Regions from separate parts of the Mus musculus genome. Here region 2 is linked to region 1. A link is a contact called in public Hi-C data. All regions are on one chromosome and are shown on one strand. Each heading gives the region's core, a stretch centred on a gene start, on an enhancer-like site or on the middle of the called end of the contact. The rest is flanking DNA. Distances are from core to core; before and after follow the strand shown.

Region 1 (7,969 bases), core at 1,611-4,110:
CTTCTTGCTGTGTCCTCCACTGATGTCATTTCACCCTACAGGAGACAGTCAATAAACTTCAGGCCCCTTAGCCAGACTTTTCAGGCCTCCTGCCATCTGAAAGGAGAATGCTTTTCTGGGTTTTTCTAGTATTAACTTCTTACCCTTCACCCCTCTGCCTCAATGCCCTATGTGTTGTATTCTTGGTATGTGTCATGGTTTGTTTTGTTTTGTTTTCTTTCTAACTCAATCCCTTTACTCATCCTCTGAAGCATAGCTGGAGAGCTTTTATTCATTTGTTCAGTGTCCATCATTAGAAGTCTAAATCCAGTCCTGCCTGGTCCACAAAAGTTTCTTAGGCAATCTCAGACCACAGTGCCCCTTCACACCACTCTGTTTCTTGTTTACCTATTATGGTGTGAATGGGTAGTGTTCCCTGTAAGCTCCTGTGTCTGAAGTGGGTCACTGGCCACACCTGCCTCCTGCCCACTCTCTGCTTCCTGCCCACTCTACTTTCTGTCTGTTCTGTTCCCTGTCTACTCTCTTCTTCCTGACTGTTCCCTGCTCCCTGATTGCTTCCTGCTTCCTGAAAGATCTCTGCTTCCTGTTTGCTCTCTGCTTCCTGACTGGCCTCTACTTCCTGACTATTCCCTACTTCCTGTCAGCTCTCTGTTTTCTGACTGCTCTCTGCTTCCTGTCAGCTCTCTGCTTCCTGACTGATCCCTGCTTCCTGACAGCTTTCTGCTTCCTGTCTACTCTCTACCTCCTGACTATTCCCTGATTCCTGTCAGCTCTCTGCTTCCTCTTTTGCTTTCTGCTTCCTGTCATGATAAGATATTAACAAGTAACTTTCATATGTTCCCTCTGTCGTGGAGTTAGCATCCACCATGCCTTTCATACCTAATGACTGACCCATGAGCCAAAATAGACCTTTCCTCCTTATGCTTCATATAAGGTGTTTGGTCACAGAAATTAAAACAGTGACCAATACACTACCCGTGTAGTGATTTGAATCTTAGATGCCCCACTCCACCCACAGTTTATTTATGCTGGAGGTTCCTAGCTCAGGAACAAGGTAGTTGGACTTTCTAAGACATAGTGGGGGAGTTACGAGGTCACTGGAGGGAAACAGAAAGCACCAGCTTATTCCTTTGCTCTTTTGCTCCCAGGGTATGATTGGACCAGATTTTGCTACACACTAAAACCTCTGCATGGCTGTGCTTTGGCAGGCCAACTGATCACAGACTGAAAACTTGGGCTCAAGTAAACATTTGCTCTTTATAAACTGACTGCTTTAGGTGAGATTAACAGGGAGATGACTAGTTTAATTTATTGTATCTCATTCAGAAGGGAAATTGTCTCCATAAACTGCTGCCAATGGAGAAGCAGCAGGCATTCCTAGCCTGAGAGCCTATTTTCTGTTGTACTCTTTAGACTCTTGGAAAAGTATGCCTTATGGCAATAGATGAATGGATGAGGCCAGACAGTACTGTAATTGAACTTATTACTCGTCTACAGAGCCCCCGCTTCCCAGCCAGAACCACAAAGAGCACATGTGGAGCTGGGGACTGGTTACTTCTTGACCTTGCTGTTTAGAGATCTTTGTAGTGGGACAAAAGTGCATCCAAAAACAGGGTTGAACTCACAATGGCATCCCTTAGCTTTACATTCACCTGCCTGAGATTCTTTCTCAGAGTTGTTGAGATAATACCAGTCATTATTTTCCACTGTGTGTGTGTGAGTGTGTGTGTGTGTGTGTGTGTGTGTGTGTGTGTAAGAAAGTTTGTCTATCTGTGCACATGTATACATACAGATAAGTGTGCATTGTGTATGGAGAACAGAGGTGAACACTGGCTATCTTCCTCTTTTTCCCCACCTTAGTTTTTGAGGCAGGGTTTCTCAGTGATCCTAGCACTCAAATTCAGCTAGAATACCTGTCATTAAGCTACAGGACCCACCTTTAACAGCTTCCCCAATGATGGAGTCTCAATTGTACACCCAGCTTATTTACTGTTGGATCTCAGGGTCTAAATTCAGATTCTCGTGCTTGCCAGTTGCCACTATTCCAACAGAAGCGTCTCTTTAGTCCCTTAGGGTGTCTGACTCCATTCTCTAAGACTTGGGAGAATGGGTCCAGCTTGAGTGCCTTGTGTCATATGCTCAGATCTGAGAATCTGGATGGAGCACCTCCCTAACGTGCCACTCAGTGGCAGGAAGAAGTCATTCTCCATCTCCCACCTTGGATACTTGGGTTAGATTGAGAGAAGATCCTGGGCAGAACACACTGAAAAAGGATTGTGACAATTCAGACTCATTTCCCAACAGAAAGAGCTGATAAGTTACTCACATACATTAACAAAAGCCCAGTGGCTTTTGTGGAACACAAACACACACACACAAGCACACACACGCATACATACCATGTGTGTATGTGTGTATGTATACTTACATATATATACATATACATGCTATTTGTTTGTAATCTATATATGATTCAGCCTCAAGAAAATAAAATATTTTAACTTGTTGAGTCTGTAACTTTGTTCTGCTGGGGAGAAGGTGGTAGACAATGAACACTTCACCTCTTGAATTCCTTTTTTCTGGCTTTATATCTGGGCTCTTTAAAGTTCTTCTGGCTCTCTCTACTTGCATATTGCTCTTGCTCAACTTCTGGCCCTTGTTTCCTTTCTCTGGGTCAGACTGGATTCACCGGGCCCCTTCCATTAACCTCAGGTTCATCCTCTCATTGTGTCTGTCAGCAGCTGCAGGAGATGCTGATTATGCTGGGAGCCTCTGGAAGAGGAGATGAGACAACGAAGCACGGGATGATAAGGAGACCAACAAGAGAACAATTGCTAAGACCTCAGCGCAAAGCATAGCCAGAGCAGCTGCTGCCGCAAAGCTCTGCAGTTGCTGGCTTTAGACGGGGGAAGGATGAATCAGTTTAGATAACTCAGGAATGGACTTGAACCTTTGCCCAGACCTCTGAATGAACCACCATCAAACCCTCTGCGTTTTCCCAAATTAAGACATTGAGAAAAATATTGAATGTGAGTTTCCCTTTCTTTCCCATCCCTGCTTCCTCGGGGAGTTGCTGGGACCACAAAGCAATTTTTTAATAATAATGGATTAGATTTTCAGTACATATTCCCCTCTGGCCATTTTGATGTGTCAGAAATGCTTTACAAATGTTAAGTGCTGCAATTAATCTCCTGAAAGGGGGTGGGGGGAGAGAGGAGAGGTTTGCCAGCTGGAGATTTTTAGTGATTTCGTTTAGTTAAGATTTTGTTATTATTTTCTGCTTTAGTGTGTTTTCCTGGAAAGCCAGTTAGCCAATCAAATATTTAATTGCCTGTGATTTGCAAAAACCAGGGTGCTTGGTGCTTGAGTGACAGAGTAAGGCAGACACACCAGAGTTCTGTTCTCCAGTCACAGTCATGGGAGGGGAAATGCAAACAGGCTAAGTTAATGTGTGTTCTCACCTTGATTCGTTGACTTAACAGCTAACAGAATACAATGCAGATGTTTACAAAGATTTCTTTTATTTCAAACTATATGTATATGGGTATGTATGTGCTTCACACAGAGACCTGAGGGGTTGGGATCTTGTAAGCAGGTGGTTGTGGGCTGCCAGTCACCGCATACAGAGACCAAACTCAGAGATCTGAGCCACTTTTCTATCACCCACGATAGATAGATAATTGCCTGGTCATTTGGTTGTTGTGTTTGTTGTGTTGAAACTAGTGAGGTTTGCTATTCAGCCCCAACTCTCCTAAAACACACAGCAATCCTCCTGCCTCAGTCTCCCAAATACTGACTATAGGTATGTACCCCTGTCCAGCTGTATTTTGGGATTTTTTTTCATGTCTATATTGCAGTAGACAGGGCTGTGAAGTGAGGCTCTGACTTTGAGTCGGTTGATTATTTCGCTCGTCTATGACCCAGCTCTTCCTTGTCCTCTGAGCAGCATTTTTACCGTTGTGAATTCTGTCATTATAATAGATGTGCATGAACAGAATATTCCTTCAACGCTCTCTGCCCTTTGCTGATAGACCCAGGACAGTGTGTCTGTCTGTCCATCCTGCCCCACCTTCATGGAGCCGATTTGCATTGAATGATATCAGAAAGCATTTGCCAGCGTTCCACCCCAGATGACAGCTCTTGGCTGTGGCTGCTCAGGCCGCTCATTGTCTAGTCCAAATGTGGGATTCAAAGACTCTGTGCTGTCCGTATCAAATGCAGACTATCAACCTTGCAGTCTCTGCTCACACACTGTCCCTCTAGTGACCCATTTCATCTCATTTAAACTGAGAAATGTCACCATGAACAACTACTGCATACGAGGCAGCTTAGATCCCTAACTGGATAGCCCATCTCTCCTGTGCTCCTTATACTCTTTGCAATAATAGAGGGTGTAGCAGGAATGGCTGAGCCACCTCTATGTAAATGCTGGGACCTCACAGCCACAAAAGCACCTCCTCCTGCAGGAGGACCTAATTGAGAACTGCCTGAGAAACCAAGGATTGCTGGTGCAGATAATGCCAGCCAATCAGAAACTGCTGGTTAGAAAAGATGCTTTCTTGGTACCAATGGGGCCTGGGTGAAGGATATTAAAGGAGCCTGCTGCAGTCTTCAGATGCGCTTGCTTGCTGCAGTGTTTCTCACCTGCTCCCAGAGTCTGAGTTGTTGATTCTGACTTCACCTCCAAACCCCAAGGGCTGGTAGGGCTGGTCAGCAAGTAGTCCAGGGCACAGGCAGCATCAGGGATTTTTAGTGGCATCAGGGATTTTTAGTGGTAATGGAATCAATTTTTGACTTTGTTAAGGATAACAAAAATTATAAAATGTTAGTTATGATTTTTCTTGTTAAAGAACTTGTATTTCTCTCTCTCTCTCTCTCTCTCTCTCTCTCTCTCTCTCTCTCTCTCTGTTGTATGATTGCATGTGTGTGTACACTTACAGGCATATGAACATGCAGGCATGCTTACCCATGCATGCCTGAAGGAAATACAGTAGTGGATGTCAGGTTTCGAACATCTTCATCTATTTTTCTCTTTCTTGATTGTCAGTCAGAGACTCTCATTAAATCTGGAGATCACAGAATCAGGTCAGAGATGCAGCTAGGCTGGCTGTCCAGTGTTCTGCTGGGATCCTCCTGTCTCCTCTCTACCCCAGCACTGGTAGTCTAGGTGTGTGCATCTGTGCCTGGCTCTTTTACGTGGATGCTGGGGATCTGACCTCAGGTCTTCATGCACAGCAAGTACTTTATCTACTGAGTGACGCCCCAGCCCCAAGTCTACATACTTTCAAAACTGTATCACTCAAATATCACTTGTGGAAATGTTGCAAAATACCAAGCATAGGGCCAACGTTGACCTGATTCAATTCCTTAACTTTTATTGAAGGAGAGTTACTAAAGTTAAGGTGAGTCACAAAGCATCCCCGGCAAGAGGACCAGGAAGAGCCTGCAGGATAGAGGCTATTCGGAAATAAAGAAACATACTCAAAAATATCGTATGTCCAAAAAGTACAAAATCTTAAATGTATATACAAGATAGAGATTGTATATGGAAATGTATATAAACTGTATATAAAAAGAGGTGTGCAAAATGAAGGGTGACTAATTTTCTTCAGGGAGAAAAAAAAGAAGAAGAAGAAGATCCTCTCCAAAGAAAGCAGTGTAGTTGTGTGCCAGGAGATAAAACATTTAGGAGGCGTTAACCTTGTTTGGCCACCGCATTATACCTTGAGTCTAGCTTGGTTTTTTAAAACCAGTATTCATGGTAGTGTGCTCCATAGGAGGGAATTCATGCTTGGTCTGTAAACAAGGTCAGAAACCCATGGCTAGGGATGTCCCAGACCCAACAGAAGAACCTGTTGATACTGCTTTGTCTAAATGGTGATATTGTCAAACTGTCCTTTAAGTCTTTATGGTTTTAGGCATAGATTTGTGGCCCTCTCTACCTTGGTCAGAGAAGTCTCTTCTTGTAGTGGGGACAGACGCCAAGTGGAGGCGAAGACTTATAAGCAGTGAGAGTGCTGTGGATAAGTGGTAGTGGATGCTCAGCAGTCAACGGATCACCTATACCAGCTTCTTCCTACCCGAGGCTCAGGGAGCATCATGGGAGAGTGGGCCAGAAGAATCCAGGAGCCAAAGGATGCAGAGGAAGGGCATGAAATGCTGTCTTGTGGACAACACACGGTAAATGCTGATAAGGTTGCCTACACAAGGCCTGTACAAGTCCTGTACACCAAGCCAGTCAAAATGCTACCATCACACCTAGCTGAGGAGCTACTGCAGGTAGATGAACGCCAAGAGGGGGAAAGTCACTTTCCTTTGAGACTATGAACACTAGTTGACTGCCACCCAATAGATGTCCACCCTTCATTTGCACATGGTCAGCACTAACTGGGCTCAGCAGACTCTTAATAATAATACTTCTTTAAAAGGACTTTAATACTTTTTAAAAAGTATTTTAAAAGAATGTTGGAAGGGAGATTGGTTAGTAGATAAGGGGGGGAGGAGGGTCTTAGAGGAAAATAGTGAAAGGTACATATGATAAAAGTTAGTGTTTTCGTATATATGTAGTTTTAATATAATATATTTTTAACATATATATGAGATTAGAAGATTAGAAGTAACATTGTCCATCTCCATGTGCAGTGCAGCAGGGTCTATCAATGTGTTGAGAAGACGAGATGTGGCTGGCAATGGAAGCCATGCCACATAATCACTGCTTCTGTTGACCCCTACTAGCAAGCAAGATCATGGTGTTGTAGGGGTTTTAAGCAGCTGAGGTGCTGTGTCCCACCCTAGTTTCAAAACCTTTAAGAGCTTATGGATGTGGTAGTCAGTGAGCAGCACCCCAGAGCACAGCCATCGTTCCCTAACTCTTGTGCCATAGGCCTGAGCACAGTGACTCTGCCTGCTGCCTGCTAGGCAGAGTGAAGTAATAACTGGTCTCTTCAGTGGCTCTCCGACTCAGAGCTCATCACAGGATCAAAGTTTCCCTGAAGCTTCAGTGTGGAGGGAGCATTCCTCGTGGCTCACACTGGAACCCATTCCTTGGCCTTTCTGAAGACTCAAAAGTCCAACCCCCTATATCAAATTATTCCCACTGGATATACTTGAGGTTTTGTTTTTGTTTTCTCTCTTGTGCCCAGATTGAGACAATTATATCTTTTTAGAGGTTAACTAGAGAAAAAAAAATGTCTGGCTTACTCGAATGAATACTCCAAAGGCACTTGATCCCTAGAGGTTCCAATTCAATTATCCATTTATAGGCAGCTGATTTATATGGAGGAAAATCAGCCAAGGGCACCCTGATGTCATATCGGCTTCTTGGATTTCACATTTTTCTGTTGTGGAAAGGGAGCATATTTAGGTGGGCTCTAAAGAGTAACACTGTATTAATAACTTACCCAAAATTTAACCACAAGCAGAGCCAAACCTAACTATTAAGAGCTGGAGCCCATGTTTCTCTCTTGTAACTGTGACAATTACAGTTAAACTTCAAATATTCAATTGTGACAGTCTGAAAGCTGTAATTCAGCATCTTAAACATTTGTCACTGCTGATCGCAAAACTCAACTTCAGGAGCTGGAGAAATAGTCTCGCTGTTAAGGTCTATACCTTAGAAGCATGAGGGCCCAAGTTCAATCCCTAGAATCCAACTGAAAAATGTGAGATGTTGTGTGGCATGAAGAGGCAGAGGACCTGTTAGAAATCCTGTCTCAAATAAAAAAGATGATAGCCATTGTTGCCCTCTGACCTCCATACACATTTGCCTACACATACTTTACCCTCTGCCACACAGAACTATGAAATGTCTCCGTCCTCTCCCTCTCGGAGTGAACAGGTAGCAGATGATATTCGGATGCTACTGAATGTGACATCCTATGACACTGGATTCCTCCCCTTGGTGGTGAATTCAAAATTGGATCTTTTGGGGACTGCAGTATGATTTAGTTTTTAGACATAATATTTCTGT
Region 2 (7,969 bases), core at 2,099-4,598, 180 kb after region 1:
AAAGAGCCTACGGAGATCATGTCTGGACTCACATGTGCTCTCCTATGTTCTTGTCTCTCCTATAGTAGACGTTATTCATCGTCCCCTTGTTGGATTTTTTTAAAAGTATCTAAGTATCTGAAGTCCAGTTGTTCCAGCCCAGCTTAGTTCACTGTACCTAAGACATTTTAAATGTTTATAGTGCAGTATCAGAAGCATTTTTTTAAATATCTGTATTTTGTTTTGTGTTATTTGTGTGTTCCCACCCTGTCTCCTTAGTCTCTATTTTCCCATCAGATTGTTGATTTATCCAACATGCACACAGAAATAGAGAATAAATAAACTACTAATTCTGGAGATGACAAATCAAAGGGAGACTAGACACCTGTGAGCTCGTTGCATGAGGCTGTGGCCATGACAAAGAATGGGGCCGTGTGAAAAAGCCCCTTTACCCATGATTCCTTCTGGGACATGTCTGATACTCATCTGTGAAGCATCCAGGTCAAGTTGTATATGGCTTGCTCGCCTAACTCCTTAGCCTTTTTGCTTACCTTTCGTGCAGCACTAGCACATACCCCTCATCAGGACAGGACCCAGGACCCTGTCATTTCCTCCAACTTTTACCCCAAGCTAATAATAACCACATGTCATCTTGGAAGTGTTTCTCCTCTTGCTACTGATGGTACTGGGGACTTAAGAAATTCATGATCTTGCTCTTCATGGTCGTGGACATCTGTAATCCAAACACTCAGGAGGGAGAGGCAAGAGGGTCCCAAGTTCAAAGCCAGATTGAGCAACATAATGAAATGCTGTAGAAAAAAAGGGGAGGTCAGGGAAAGAGGTTGGGTGAAGAGGAAAGGAAGAAGAAAGCAAAAAAGACTCAGAGAGCCATGGCCTCTTTAAGCTTTGGTTTCCTTGAATGGAGTCTAAGATCACTGGGGTTGATAGTAGTACAATGGGGCCATTTGGTGGCAAGGAAATATTCTTTCCCAACTAGAAGGGCAAGCTGGTCCCTCATGGGTATAAATAACTAGGAAACTGTTAGTGGAACCTGAAGTCTGAAGTGCCCCAGAGAACCAGGACCTACCTTCAGATACAAACCTCAACCCTAACACTGGTAACAAAAGTGAGGGCTCTTGAAAAGGTCACAACTAAATGGGAAGCAAATGGAACCGGCTGGCCACTGCCTCTGCTTTTCTCTCGCCAGGTGCAAGGAAAAGTGGAAACCTGGTCAGGATAGTTTTGTTTTGCATTTTTTTTAAATATATACTTTTCTTTCTAATGAGAAAAGATCAAATAAGGAAGTGTCCTGGGATGATAGATCCAGTATCCTAAAGCAAATGAGGACACACTGTCAGCCCCGCCCCTGCTCTAGCAGTGACAGTTGGGGACCACCACCCTGTCCCTCGCCGCTCCTATCTCTTCAGCTTTTGTCAGAAATGATGCAAACAGTGGACTGTATTCACTGAATTCACATCTTCCTTACATCTTCACAGAATGCACTTTGCATTCGATGTCACAACTGCAGGCCCACAAGAGTGTCCCCATGGGTGCTTACTACGTACCAGAGAGTCTGTGGTGTTCACAGGATTAGAAGCCAAGATCCAGTAAGTGCTTCCTTCTGTCGCCATTGAAACAGAATCTTTCTTTGCTGCACTTCCCTCTCCTCAGCCTACTGAGTCCTGGGACTAAATGTCTTTTATAACTCAGAATAGTTTCATTCTATGATATGTTTATTAGAATGGAAACCCATCAGAAGCTGAGTCATATCTATAACAACTTCTTGAGACTCTTTAAAGAACTCAGTAGCTAATGCATTCTCATATTTGATTAAATGCTTTCCAGGTAGCAGGGGTTTGGTTAAAAAGCTAATTAGCATTTTATTATTATTATTTATTTTTATTTTTATTTTTTGCTGTTGATGCTCTCTAAACAAAGATTTCATGAAAATGGGTGCTAATTGGTTCTCTTTGGCTTATCAGAGAGAGGGGAAAGGAGTGAGGGAGGAGAGACGAGAGAGATAAGGGAGGAGAGAGACAGAGAGAAGAAATAAAGAACAAAGGGGAGAAAATATCAACATCCAAGCAAACAGACCTGTAGAAATCACCTATCATATACACACAATCCTGACTGCTTTCACAGCATTTGGGGTTTGGAAATAGAGTTTCCGTCTACAGCTAGCTCAGGCTGGCCTTAACCACATCAACCTCCTGCATCAGCCTCAGGAGAGATGGGACTGCAGGTCTATGCCACCACACCCAGCTCTTAACTGCCTTCAACTGCTTTTGGCTGCTCTTCAGCTGTGTCATCTTTCTAAGACACGGTGCTGGAGTGGCTGCTCATGTTACCAACCCATCATCGTGAGTATTGAGTGCACCTACCAGTGCCTAGAAGTCCCACACAATTGCTCTTCAGCCTTTCCCAGGAGGCAGTACTCAGAGGGGGACAGTCACAGAGAAGTCACAGGACTGTACTGTAGCTTCAGAGAATTTCTGATGTAGCCAAGAAGCAGAATCATCCCTCGGGAGACCACTCACAAGACAACGTGCACTTCAAGAGTTAAAACAGAAGCTTTTTTTTTTTTAATTGTAAACTAAAACCCGCTTAGAGGAAGTATGGCCTTTTGTGCTGTGACTTTCTGGGTCATAAAATACTCTTCATTATCCATTATTACAAAACAGAGGCATTTCTGTTGTTGGTGTTAATAATTTCATAGCTTTCCTTGGAAATGTGTATTGACCTCCATTTACCTAGAGGGAGGGGAAGCCCTATCACTTTTCTTTTCCTCTCTGTTTCAATTCTTCATTCCAAAGTTCTGTCCTTCCTCCTTATTTCTCTCCATAATAACAAACATCACCTAGATATAAAGGGTTACCACGTGAAAAAAATAAATCCGTTGATGTGTTTAAGTGAGATCCCCACATCTGCATATAAACCCACACGAACAAATATTTAGATGAATTATACTGCTCTATGTTTAAATTCTGCTTCCTTGAGTCAACAGATAAACGTTTATAGAGGCAAAAAATAACCCCTCAATCTTACTATTAATCCTATTATTCTTACAGTAGCACAAGGCAGTACACCAGCCAGGAAGGGAATACAAGGGACCTCCCTTCTTACCCTCCTAATTGTTTCTCCAGACCATCCCCTTTGGAGCAAAGAGAGGGTCCAACCTTCCTTGGGAGCCATGGATTTCTCTGGGTACATTTATTTTGGAGTTGTTCTGGAGGCAACAACATCAGAGACACATGTCTATCTGGTTGCTATTAGTGCTTTCGAAACTCCAAATGAAACGCTTCAGGCTAGCAACTAGAGGTGTTGATCAAACAATAGTTTCCCAGCCAACATCCAAACTGGGTGTACCCAGATGACTTTGCACTTAAGCACTGGAATTTGGAATATGTGGGTAAAGCCTGACTAATTATAGTGTTGACCACAGTAAAGCCATGGAGGACCCTGGCTCCTTATGCTGAGAAACACATATAGAAATGCCCACATTAAGGGTAGAGCTTGCCTGAGAGCCAGCCCCTGTGTCCACCCTCATATCCCAAAGAAACTGGACCAATACACTACTAGATCACTAGGGTTGGTGGTAGCCTGGTAGCCTGCCTCTCCACTTCCCTTGCACTGCTTTATACAAACTGAGAGCATATTCTAGGCATGGAAATATAGGGGAAACATCCAGATATGAATTGTTGAAATAATTATGGGGAGCTCTCACTAGACACATACAAGGTCTGTTGACATGGAAGAATACCTCCCCATCAGTCTGAATAAACTATTACATAACAGCTAAGCTATAATAAAGTCCTGATTCCAAATCAAATAAGTCTCCCAGACTTCTAAAATGAGTCACCAACAGCTCTATAAACATACAAAATACTTGACAAGGAAGACTCTGATAATTTTTTAGTAATTATGTCTGCAAATTGTTCCTTGCTGACATCACCATTAGGAACAGTTTCCCATAAGCTTGCCTTTCCTCGTCACTTCTGCCCATTAATCACTGATACTTCGGCTATTTCTATCATTATTAGGTGATTCACAAGGTCTGTGTGAATATCCAGGATTCTCCTTTGTAGAGTTTTTACTTAGTGGAATCAGGGTGAGCAAAGCCAGGATTGTCAGGGGTGACGCTCCTTGTAGTCCTTGTTTAAGGCACACTCACAGATTTGTCATATCTTGATCCTAAAATCATTTCACACACATACACACACACATACACATGACACTTTGCAAACATCTTAACATAAATACAATAAGGAGAAAGCTGGGCAGAGTTGAGGGCTCACTGAGTTGACATATTTTCTGTTTAAAGACATTCCCAAGCACTGGCGTCATTTTTCTTTGTGTTGGACGTGAGACTTCAAGTTCTGCTCTGACATGTGATCTACAAACCAGCTCTGAGCCAAACCCAAGTGTCAGCTGCCGGGTCCAACACTCGATGCGGACTGTGATGAGAGTGCAGGAGAGCAAGAGGGGCTGTGAATGTGGCACTGCTGGTCCAGGAGACATAAGCAGCAGGCACAGCCAGGGCCCGGGGCTTCATCCCAGGAAAGGGGTGACACAGCCGGGGAAATTAAGTCAAAGGCCTACGAAAGTGGTGGACAAGGGGAAAGCTTGGCTTAACCTAGGCCTTTATAATGGATATGACCCAGAATAAAGCAAGCCCTCGATCTCTCTGTAACTGTACTCATCTAATGATAAACACTGGCTCCGAGGAACCCTGAGAAAGTAAAACATTTAAAGCCATTCAGAATGTGTCTAAATGGAATCTAGATTTCTCCCGAAATGACCTGAGTAGCTGGCACGCCCGAGGTTTTGCTGCTGGAGTGAAGGCGGCTGAGTAAGCAGGGAAGGGGCAGAGGCCTTCCTATTGAAAGAAAAAAAAAATCTCTGTCGTCCCAGAGCTGAAGTCTTCAGCTGAGCACTTAGAATAAACACATGGGGAAGAGAAGGTGTGTTTCATGGGAAGAGGAAATTCTGGGCCTACCGTGTAGGTTTGTGCGGAAGAAAAGCTGTATAGCAACTGTGCATCCTGCAGAGCCATGGCCTACTCACAAAGCCATACTGTGTAGCAAGGAGTCCCCAAGTAGAGGTTGCACTCATAAGACTGTATTGAGGAGTGTCTACCAAGCATGGTGTACCGAGAATGCAAAGATGAATGAAGATTGGCCCCTTGGATCCAGGAGTCCATAAAATAATGGATAAGGTATAGTTGAAAGTAGAAATTCAAGGCGGAGTGCAGCAAATGAGGAGCTGGCCACATCACCCGGCTGTGGACACACAGCAGGCCGACCCTTGGGAGCTGGAGCAATGGATTCTTCCATTGGGTACCCTTTCTGTGTTTCTGAAGGAACGGAGCTTCTGGCGCCATTGACTGAATCCATGGGAAAGGAAATGAGGTCTGCCACTTTAACTTAAAAGGCAGCAACTGGAATACCAGGTAGAGAACCGAAGAACAGGTAGAGAGAGCAGACACCATTGAAGGAAATGAATCAGTAAGGGAGAAGAAGATCGAAGCAGAAAAGACCCTCAGCAAGCACACTTTCTGTGGGAGAAAGGGGGCTGCTTCTGTCTGCCTCCCCAGGAAGGAAGGGTTTCTGCATCACACTTATCACAAGAGGCTCTGTGAAAAACTGTACTAGCAGCAAAATCTGTCTGTCTGTCTGTCTGACTGCCTGCCTCTGCCCCAATCCCTCCCTCTCTCTCTCTCTCTCTCTCTCTCTCTCTCTCTCTCTCTCTCTGTCTCTCTCTCTCTCTCTCTCTCTCATACACACACACAAGCACACACTTGATTCCATTTCCATAAGCTATTTTTTTAACTAAAAAGTTAAGCTATTTGTTTAATCAAGGCCAGATTTGTGAAGTGACTTCAGATGCATTGCACAGAGTCCACATGGACAGACAAGATTAGCCCTAAATTAGGAGGAAGGTGGGCTACTCTTCTTACTCAAGGCCCCTTTGGGATGAGGAAGTCAAGTGATGAGAACCAGGAACCACTGTCAATTATTCTGAGAAACCATGAAGAGTATGCAAGGTGACAGAAACTTGAGAAGGCAAACTGTGGCTCTGAACCAAGTTCACTCTGACCTCTCTGAATTAAGCAAGACATGTTAAACTTGCTTCCTGTTCTGACAGCTGAGAACTGGGTTGGCTAGGACAGTTGTCAAGGTGAGTCATGATGCCCTGTAGGGCAAGCAGGGGAATGTGAGCTGCAGTGACCCCTTGGTTGGTGACTTTGAACTGGTGGAATGACTGTGACCTACAATGGGATGACTCTGAGGGGCCCAGAACATTGACTGAGCACTGCCCCAGCAAGCTTGGTCCTCTACTGTGCCACATTGGATCAACATATTTAATCCCAGAATGAAATGGAATATTGGTGCCTTGCAAACTTCATACATACAAGTGAGTGGAGAGAATATTATTCCAAAGGGAATTTGTCCCTTAAGATATGGCCCATCTAGATGGGTGAAACACCATTGCCCAGAATAGACTAGACTATTCTGGAGCTGATGTTTTAAATATAGTCAGAAGTAAAGCATAGAGAAATGTTTGAAGGAAAGAGTTGTCAGAAAGGGGGACGAGGATTAAGGAAGGACATTGAAGGTGACAGCTGGAGATGACACTGTGTGGGTGGATATGTTCTAATGGTGATATCTCTGTGTAGGAGTGTCACAGTAAAACACGCTAATCTGTACAATCAATATGGCTGGGTAATCATTTCTAAATTTTTGAAAAGTAAAAGAACACTCAATGGCTACTAAAACAGAGGCCCATGGCTGGTTCCTACACAGGGAGTAAAGAACTACAGAATCCATCATTCTAAATGAGACAACTGCCTCATGCTCCCTCCTTCCAAGGTAGGCAAATGCAGCAGCTTTCTCCTGGGATCTCTTTGTGCCTAAGCTGCTGCAGAAAGGTGACATCTACTGGGAGCAGGGAGAAAGCTGGAGGGTGGGGGGAGATCTCCTCTCTCTCTCTCTCTCTCTCTCTCTCTCTCCACTCATCCTTTTTGTTGGCTTATCCTACCCCAAGGCATGTTTTTTAGTTGATTCCAGATCCAATGGAGTTGACAATCAAGAGTAACCATCACAAAGAGAATGGATAAAAGCAAAGAGGTATAAGTCGCAATTGTAGTACACTATAAGGAAGCACTCTTGGCATCTATAACAGTCTAAATGTGTACTGGCTCTCTGACAGACTAGGGGGTCTTTGGAACAAGTCATATTTTTAAGCCTATATAAAACTATGCTGGTTAGTCCAAGAGCCATTAGTAATGTGTGGCAAACAAGCCCATGAAGTGTGGATGGTCTGCACCAAAGAAAATTCCAACTCTTTCTTTTTTTTCTCTCTCTTTTCATTTTTTATGTGTCTGTATATGTGGTATGCATGTGGGTATGTCTATATATGCATGTATAGCACATGCATTTGTGTGGGTGCACATGTATGTAGTGCCTGTGGTGGTGGTGGGGGGGGGCAAGACTGATTTTAGGAATCCATCCATCTTCTACCTTATTTACTGAGGCAGAGTCAATTAAACCCAGAGTTTGACAATGTGGCTGGTCTCCCTAGCCAGCTTTCTCTCTACCTTCTAAGACTAGAAGTACAGTGAGGGATGTCACACTCACCTGACATGTATAGAGTGAGAAGTTCCTGTCCTTGCATTCATGCGTCAAAAGCTTTAACTACTGAGCCCCCTCCCCAGCCCTTGCTTCCCTGGCTTACTGCAGCCACTAGACAGAGGTGGGCTGCATTTCCAGCTCACATTCCCTCGGGTTGTCAGTAATAATGTAAGAAGAGAGGCTGACCATGGGCAGTCTCCAGCTGCTGAGCTGTGGGCTGGCAGCTGAGCTTCACCTCCTCAGACTCCAGCTTTCCTACTGTAGCTAAAAGAATTGCCAGTGGGAACTTGCAAATAATGTCTTAATTGTTAGATGTGGGTGCCTGTTTAGGGACTACCCCACAGTTGTTTTAAGAGGCC

The links. Hi-C and Micro-C count contacts between places; a contact is called where the count stands out from the background.
Region 2: a contact with region 1 is called in a Hi-C map of the C2C12 cell line, with 1.7 times the contacts expected there. The contact joins two enhancer-like sites. A contact is called at or near these places in 4 of 484 Hi-C or Micro-C datasets (the C2C12 cell line, myocytes and ventricular fibroblasts) and 1 of 115 datasets of contacts at active chromatin or transcription factors (embryonic fibroblasts).

What each region holds. Positions count from the first base shown.
Region 1 is chr1:186,397,096-186,405,064 of GRCm38.p6, forward strand. No RefSeq gene overlaps it. Among named protein-coding and RNA genes, the nearest start is that of Gm35341, 6.7 kb to the right of the region's middle. Within about 2 kb of position 2,861, at least 33 of the 459 cell types and tissues checked have an H3K27ac peak or open chromatin away from gene starts, as enhancers often do. A contact at or near this core is called in the C2C12 cell line, where this site is marked.
Region 2 is chr1:186,577,978-186,585,946 of GRCm38.p6, forward strand. No RefSeq gene overlaps it. Among named protein-coding and RNA genes, the nearest start is that of Gm35546, 5.4 kb to the right of the region's middle. Within about 2 kb of position 3,349, at least 40 of the 459 cell types and tissues checked have an H3K27ac peak or open chromatin away from gene starts, as enhancers often do. A contact at or near this core is called in the C2C12 cell line, where this site is marked.